Regions from separate parts of the Mus musculus genome. Here region 2 is linked to region 1. The links are chromatin contacts, called in public promoter capture Hi-C maps. All regions are on one chromosome and are shown on one strand. Each heading gives the region's core, a stretch centred on a gene start, on an enhancer-like site or on the middle of the called end of the contact. The rest is flanking DNA. Distances are from core to core; before and after follow the strand shown. Region 1 holds the start of Amdhd2 (amidohydrolase domain containing 2). Region 2 holds the start of Paqr4 (progestin and adipoQ receptor family member IV).

Evidence for each region. Promoter capture Hi-C pulls out the DNA fragments that hold promoters and counts their contacts.
Region 2: a contact with region 1 is called in a promoter capture Hi-C map of embryonic stem cells. The contact joins the promoter of Paqr4 here to the promoter of Amdhd2 in region 1. A contact is called at or near these places in 2 of 39 promoter capture datasets (cranial neural crest and embryonic stem cells) and 1 of 115 datasets of contacts at active chromatin or transcription factors (microglia).

The regions. Positions count from the first base shown.
Region 1 is chr17:24,161,647-24,165,296 of GRCm38.p6, forward strand. It overlaps Amdhd2 (amidohydrolase domain containing 2), which reads right to left and starts at 2,087. Exons shown (of 11, transcript NM_172935.4): 1 at 1,936-2,087; 2 at 1,550-1,686; 3 at 1,330-1,469. The coding sequence starts at 2,018. Atp6v0c (ATPase, H+ transporting, lysosomal V0 subunit C) reads right to left here. Exons shown (of 3, transcript NM_009729.4): 2 at 3,053-3,236; 3 at 2,219-2,962. The coding sequence ends at 2,758.
Region 2 is chr17:23,738,497-23,742,390 of GRCm38.p6, forward strand. It overlaps Paqr4 (progestin and adipoQ receptor family member IV), which reads right to left and starts at 1,834. Exons shown (of 3, transcript NM_023824.3): 1 at 1,364-1,834. The coding sequence starts at 1,529. It overlaps Kremen2 (kringle containing transmembrane protein 2), which reads right to left. Exons shown (of 10, transcript NM_028416.2): 8 at 3,861-3,894; 9 at 3,701-3,779; 10 at 2,703-3,475. The coding sequence ends at 3,265.

The DNA.
Region 1 (3,650 bases), core at 837-3,336:
CACAGGAGCAAGGCCTTCCGGGAAGCGCCCAGGAGGACCTGGCACACTTATAGCTGCTGGAATGTGCCTGAGGGGAAAGAGAAGCAGCTTAGCTTAGCAAGGGAATGGTAGTAGGGGGCACATCCTGACACCTGTCACCTTGATAGACGACTCTGGGTTTTGCCAGAGATCAGCTGGGAGAACCAAGTACCTTTCTGCAGTAGGACCATAGGTTGCCCTTGTAACCGTGGAGCACTGTGGGAGAGTTCCAGAAAGACATCCCTTGTTGACATTCAAGGAATGCTTGACATTGTCAACCACCCACTGACTGTTCTCACTCTCCATTTAATGAAACTGAGACTCAGAAGTAAGGTTGTCTTGAGTCTTCCAAGGGTGGCAAGTCAAGGGGCCAGAGTGACGCCTATGCAGCCCAGGGCACAGCCCACACTCAATACCCACAGTTCCCTCCTCTGCTTCTGTGTCTACACAACCAGAAAGGAAGCCACGGGCAACCACACACTCCCTGATCCTGTCCTGGAAGAAAAACTGGCTGCGGCGATTGACAACAGGAACAGAGAAAATCCATTCGAGTATGGATAACAGCATTCATTTACTAAATTCGTCAACTGTGTTGCATAAGAGAATACCACGTTTTTAAAGCAAGAGTTCAGGTCTAAGGGATAAACCCGCAGAGAACACATGAAGACAGCAACCTAAACAAGCTTCCTTAAAACTGGGAAAACTAGCCTGGCGTGGTGGCACACGCCTTTAATCCCAGCACTCGGGAGGCAGAGGCAGGCAGATTTCTGAGTTTGAGGCCAGCCTGGTCTACAAAGTGAGTTCCAGGACAGCAAGGTCTATACAGAGAAACCCTGTCTCGAAAAAACAAACAAACAAACAAAAACCGGGAAAACTGTGGGAGAACCTTACATGAAATTTGGAACAAGACAACAGACCTCCTGCTAAGATAGAAGGTGGAAGGGTGAGGACAGAAGCCAGTCCACAGCAACAGCAGCTCTTTCTGAAAGGCTTTTTCATGTGAGTCACACAGCATAAGCAGGTTAGGGAGGAAGAGCTAGACAAGAGACAATGGCTGTGGCAGAATTCCAGGCGACCTTAGTTCAGGAGACCCAGAGGCTGCCTACAGGGCGTTGGGAGGGCGTGGCAGATGAGAACCGGGGCAGGAAACGTGAGGACAACCGCACTGGCAGTTGCAGAGACCAGGCAGAACCCAACTGAAAGTGAGGCGGATCCCCCTCGGACCCAAGTCCAGGAAGCCCAGATTCGGGTGAAGGAAGTGGTCCTTTCCTGAGGGCCCCTTTGCTCAGGGGTAGAACGGCCTCATCTCACCTTGTGATAAACCTCTGGTGGGGAGGTGACCAGGGTGGGACAGAAGGAGGTGACACCGTGGGACAGGAGCCTCCGGGCCACTAGGGCGACCCCCGAACCCACGTCCTCCGTAGCCTTGGAGAAGTCAACACCAAATCCACCTGTGGCCACAGAAAACAAGGGGGGTAGCACAGTGCTCGGAGCTCCTGCCCTGGGTTCCCTGGCCCGAGCCAGGCCGCACCGTTGATCTGCACATCGATAAAGCCAGGCGCCAGGATGCGGCCTCCGCAGTCCCGCTGCTCATCAGCCACACGCCTCTCCTCAAAAAACAGCTTTTCTGGGTCCAGGATTCGGCCCCCGCGCACCCACAGATCCTCCCTGAGGGCAGAGTAGTAGGCACTTGGATCACCACCAGGCCCTGGAACCAAACCCTAGTTCTATCTCGCACCCAGCTTGTCCCTGCACCCACTATTCTTCTTGGTCCCGGCCACACACCCACGATAGTCCCGCCCTCCACATTCCTGCCCCTTTCAGGGCTTATGCCCTACACTATCCCCATCTCTGCACCCCGCACTGGCGTATCATCAGCTCTATACCCAGCCTAAGCCTGCACCATGCAGCCCAGACCTGAGGAGCGTGCCGCCACGCAGGATGCGGCAGTTGGTGAACTGGAGCACCGGGGCCCCCGCTGCGCACTGCCCGCTACGCATCGTGAGTCGCGCCGAACCCAGCAAGCTTTGGGCGCAAGCCGGCAGAGCCCGGAGCAGCCGTAATCGGAAGCGGGGCCAGGTCGCATCACGTGACTCTCAGCTGAAGGGGCTGTCACGTGGCCGCGGTGCTCACGTGGTGGCGACCACATGATGACAAACCCTGCCAGGCCCGCCCACAGAAGCGCCAGAACACAAGCCAGTCACATCCGAGAACTTTTATTGGACACAGCTGGGAGCCAGCTCTGAGGAGCAGTAGCACTCTATCCTCCACCCTGGCTGTTCAGGGCAGGGGGAAGGGTGGCTCCATCCAAGGAGTCTCAGCAACAGGAACCCCACAAGGCAACAGTCTACTAATGATTACTATATAGTTGGGAGACAGGAGCTGCTCCACAGACGCATGAATAGGTCAAATCTTTTATAAATAAACATCCAGTGAAGAGAAAAATGACAACTCTAGTTCATTCTTATACACAGGAGCACTCTAGGGCGATGGGTGGGGTAACCAGAGGCTGACTTCGTCACTGGTCAGGGGCCTGGGTGGGAGATGAGTGGGCCCGTATGTCCACAGCACGGTGCAGTAGGGGCAAGGCGGGGGCGACAGACAATGGGCACTAGGACACTGCACATTTACAAGACCAACTACTGAGGGGCAGCTGCCCGTGCATGTGTCAGGCTGTTCGTTCTGGAATGAGGAGGGGTGATCTTTACATCCTATCCTGTGACTGATGGTGGAAAAGGACTACTTTGTGGAGAGGATTAGGGCCACGATGAGACCGTAGAGGCCAAGCACCTCCGCAAAGATGAGGATCAGGATCATGCCCACGAACAGTCGAGGCTGCTGGGCAGTGCCCCGAACACCAGCATCTCCGACGATGCCAATGGCAAAGCCAGCAGCCAGGCCACTCAGCCCCACACTCAGGCCAGCACCCAGTTGAAGAAAACTCCTGGGGAGAGAAGAGACACAGGTTGTCAGCAATCTGCCTGTCCACAGGACAATGAAGCACTTCACCTGGGAGGAAAGGCCCAGCACTCACCTGTAGAGGGTGATGCCATCAGTCAGGGAGTTAGCGATAAGTACTGCCACCACCAGGCCGTAGATGGCGATGATCCCAGCCATAACCACTGGGATGATGGACTTCATGATCAGCTCTGGCCTCATGACTGACATGGCTGCGATGCCAGTGCCACTCTTGGCTGTGCCATAGGCGGCTCCCATGGCTGTGGGAGGAGAGAGTAAGTGAGCCCAGAGCAGCTTTTTCCATTCTGCTCCCCAGGTTCCCACCCATTACAAGAACTGAGGCGGGCAGCCAAGCAAGAGCAGCAGCCACTTCTCTTCCCACTAGCAGAGCCATACCTCCAACCTCCTGCTCTACTTCCGCCTGCAGTTCTTCCTGTGGTCATGGGGGCTCGTTTGCTGTGAAACCAGACTTTGTTCCCTAGCACTCCCCTTCCCTAGCTTGTGATCTCTGGCAACATAGTCACGTGGAAGAGGCGGCTGGGCCAAGGAGAGCCTTGCTCGAGACTCTGGCAATCCCTGTCCCACACCCTAAGCTCCAGGCACTTCCAGCATAAGAGCTACATGTCAGCTGCCCAGAGGCCACTCCAGTGTCAATCAGTTCCTGCCTAGAGTCT
Region 2 (3,894 bases), core at 584-3,083, 420 kb before region 1:
TGAACTCCACATGGTAGGAGAGAACCAATTCTCACAAATTGTCTTCTAACCTCCACATTCCTGGGCAGAAGTACACCTGCCCACCCACTCATACACTATGAGTATGTTTAAAAATAAAAAAACTAAAGTGGCCTGACTATGAAAAACAAACGAAAGTCAGAGCAAGGCAGAGTTCAGTGCTGCTGCCTGCCCACACAGAGCAGGTCTTGCGGGCTACAAACTTTCAGAAGGGTTACTGTCTGTCAGGATCACTGCAGATCTAGGAAGCAGAGACAATAAGCCCTACTTTGCAGGTGCAAAAACTAGCTTGGAGTAATCTGTCCCAGCTGAGCCCAGCGAGTAGGCAAAGGAGAGAGGATGATGAACCAGGGCAGACCAATTCCTGGCTAAAGCCACAGTTCCTCCCTGCCACACAGGAGGCCAGACCAGGTCTGTCTTGTCTGTCTGTCTGTCCGTCCTGCAGAAATCTGGAGAAGCATGACCTCAGCCTGAGTTCTGATTAGGACAGGAGGGACATACCAGCCTCAGGGTTACTTAACATTGTCAAATGTCCAGGCAGATGGAGGCTTTGGGTCTTTTTGTTTTCCATAAAGAAAGCCAGGAAAGGCCAGAATGAGGGGAAAGGACTGGAAGAAGCCTATCCTGTCTCCACTGGGGCGCTTTCAGCTCTGTTCTTTCCAGTGCTGGCCTTTCTTGGACATTCCTCCCTTCCCCACAACCAGTTGGCATTGCCTTAATAGAGGACAAATGCAGGCATCAGCCCCACTCTTGGTGGGGGTCTGACTAGACAATAGCGCTCTTCCTCTAGAGAAAAGCCCAAGTCTAAACCTAGCTGGCTCTAGTTCCCTCTCCCAGCTGGGGCGGCTCAAGGACAGGCCAGGGCTGTGTCAGCAGAGCTCTAGGGGCCCGCAAGAAGTGTGTTGGGGGGCGGGGTGGGGGAAAGCGGAGCCCCACGGTACTGCTATGGTCGTGGGGACTCAAGGCTATCGCGAGGAAGGGCTTGGGTCAGGCAGGGGCAGTCTTCTCTCCAATTCCTCCTAGCCAGTGAACGCCCATCTCCAGGATGAGCGCTGGAGGGGGAGGGTGCCCAAGGCGCAGGATTATCAAGGGGATACCAGGATTCTTACCCCTAGAGCTCAGCCGGATTAAGCTGGCTCTCACTCTGCTCCCCTGTCCTGCTTTGGGGCACTACTGGGAAAGCAGGAGCTGGCAACGAAGCTTGGGACAATGGCAGCTTTGTCACCGCGGCGCCTGACCCAACCAGAGCAGGGACAGTCCAGGACTTGAGCTTGGGGGGCTGCTGTGCTCACAGGCAAGGCGGCCGCGAGTGCAAGAAGCGTGAATCGGGGCGCGGCTCACCTACCGTGTGTGTAGATGTTGCCCAGCTCGTTGTGTAGGTAGAAAAGGCTGCGCAGACAGCCCGAGCCGCTGCTGGCCGGCCGGTAGCCGGTTAATACGAACTTATTGAACTGCAGGTGCGGCGGCGAGCTAGCCCAGTCCAGGAGACGAGGCCCGGTCAGGAATGCCATGGCCTCACGCACTGCGGCCGACCGGCGACCCTCTGCGCCTGGGCTTCCTTCTCAGTGGAGCTGCAGCGCTGGGAAGCTCATCCCGATTCACCTCCGGCTATCCGGTGGCCCTGCCCGGGTCAGCAAGGAGGTCCCGGCCCCCTTCCCTCACGCGCTGCGCACGCGCGAGTTCGACGCCCCCGCAAGGGAGAGAAAGCTGGCAACCCCAGGTCGGAGCTCAGTGCATTCAGCTCCACCGTAGCAGAGCGGCGGAGGGAGAGCTCCGGTTGGCCGCAACGGCAGCCAGGCGTCTCGCCGCAGCCCGGAGGACGGGCGCGGCCGGACGCCGGAGGGGACAGCAGGCTCCACCCCGGCTCCTCGCCCCCGCCACCCTGCCTGTGTTTCGCGCGCTGGATTCCTGACGTTCTTGTTGCAGGGACCAATGGGCTCTGCGGACGGAGATGCTCCGCCCCGAGACCGCCCATGCCTTCTCTTTTTAACATATGCGGTTCCAGCCTTCTTTGCGTGGAGTGGCTGTTGGCTTGCGACGCGAGTTTCTGTGTCGGGCTCCTCCACTGGAGTGGCCTAGCACCTTGGGTCTACCAACATTATCACACCCCAGCTTTCTTAATGACCTTCAGGTTGCCGCACCTTTGGGCACCTACCTCAAGCACATAACCCGGCTACCCAGCTCTAAACCCACAGTCAGACTCTGTCCAAGGTGCTGCTGGCTAAGCGCCCCACCACCACCCCCCACACCCCCCAGAAGAGTCCTGAGCAGCGCAGGCGCTTACCCACTTTGGAGGCATATTTCCATTGGCGGGGAACCCAAGCGTCTAAGATGTGTGGTGCACCTGGAACCCTTAGCGAGGCCCAGCCCTTCCGGCCAGGCTGCTTCGAGCTTGGGTTCCACCCAATTCACTCCCTTTTATCGCCCACAAAGCACACCCTTAGCCCTGCCCAGTACAGGCAAGGAACGGGCAAAGGCAGGAGACCAGGGAAGCAAGGTCGGTTCTCTTCTACTCTGGCAGGGACAAGGAAGGCGCTTCTTCCTCATAAAACTACCCAAGACCAACTTCCACATCCTCTCATAAGAAAGCTCACAGTGTGGACACCCAGCATCCCACCTGCAGCCCCCCTGCCCACACCCTTATCGACAGGTTCTTCCTCGCGCAAAGAACTTGCTAAAGCCTCTACCAAAATAGGCCTTTTATTTTAAGTCTATACTGAGTCTTTAGATCACTTTTGTTTTGTTTTTGTTTTTGTTTTGTTTTGTTTTTTGAGACAGGGTTTCTCTGTATAGCCTTGGCTGTCCTGGAACTCACTTTGTAGACCAGGCTGGCCAGAAATCCTCCTGCCTCTGCCTCCCGAGTGCTGGGACTAAAGGCATGCGCCACCACGCCCGGCTTTAGATCACTTTTGTTGGCCCCTAACCTTTCATCGAGGGCAGCAGTCCAGGACCATCCCCAAAAGAGGCGCAAAGAACCCTGAAACCAAACACCACCCATCACATCAAGGTCCATGAATTAGGGTGTTGGATTCCCTTTGTCCTTTGGCTTCAGTCATCTGGACCCCAAGGGTCAGGCCAAGTTCCCAAATAGCACTGGATGCTTCCTGTCCGATCTTCTGGTCTTCCCGAGATGATCAGAGACCGAGCTGCTTTTAAAGGGGCACAAGGTCGAGGTAGGGTGCTGCATAATATCTCGGGTGTCCATCTCGCTGGCAGAAGTGGTGATGGACTCACGTACGTCTGGGGTCAGAGAGCAGAGACGAGCGAGCGCAAGGAGCTCTGGCTGGAGGCACTCAGGGGACGGTAGCCCGCAGCAGGACCCTCAGCCTGAGAGTCCCCTGGGGGACAGGGCAGGGCCACCCCTCGGGGCCGGCGGTACCACACAGCCCAGCTTCTCCCGGGGCCCCGGGAAGGTCCCATGGCCAGAGACCCTTTTCCTGGAGCCAGCAGACAGCTCCTAGGGAGGGAGCAGACGTCAGCTGGACCCATACCCAGCCCTGCCTCTAACATCCTGCTCTGCCTGCAAACCAATTCTCCCACGGCCTCGCCCACTCAAGAACCCAGGGCCTTCCTAGCTTCGTCCCCCAGCCCAGGCTTCCCACCGGAGACCCCACACCCGAGGCACGAGGCATCAGGCGCCCAGTGCGGGCTCTGCCCTCAGGCCCTGCCCCAGCGCCCGCACCGTCGACGCAGCAAACGCAGTAGGGACAGGAGCAACAGCAGCAGCACAGAGAAGGCCGTCACGGTGGAGAAGACTCGGGCTGTGGGCACAGGGGTGTGATGAGGACAGGCCTCCGAAAAGCCACTCCTTGTTTAACTCCCACCTTGTAAATCAGCCTCACCACCTATCGAAGCCTGTGCAGCTCCGGGCTTGGG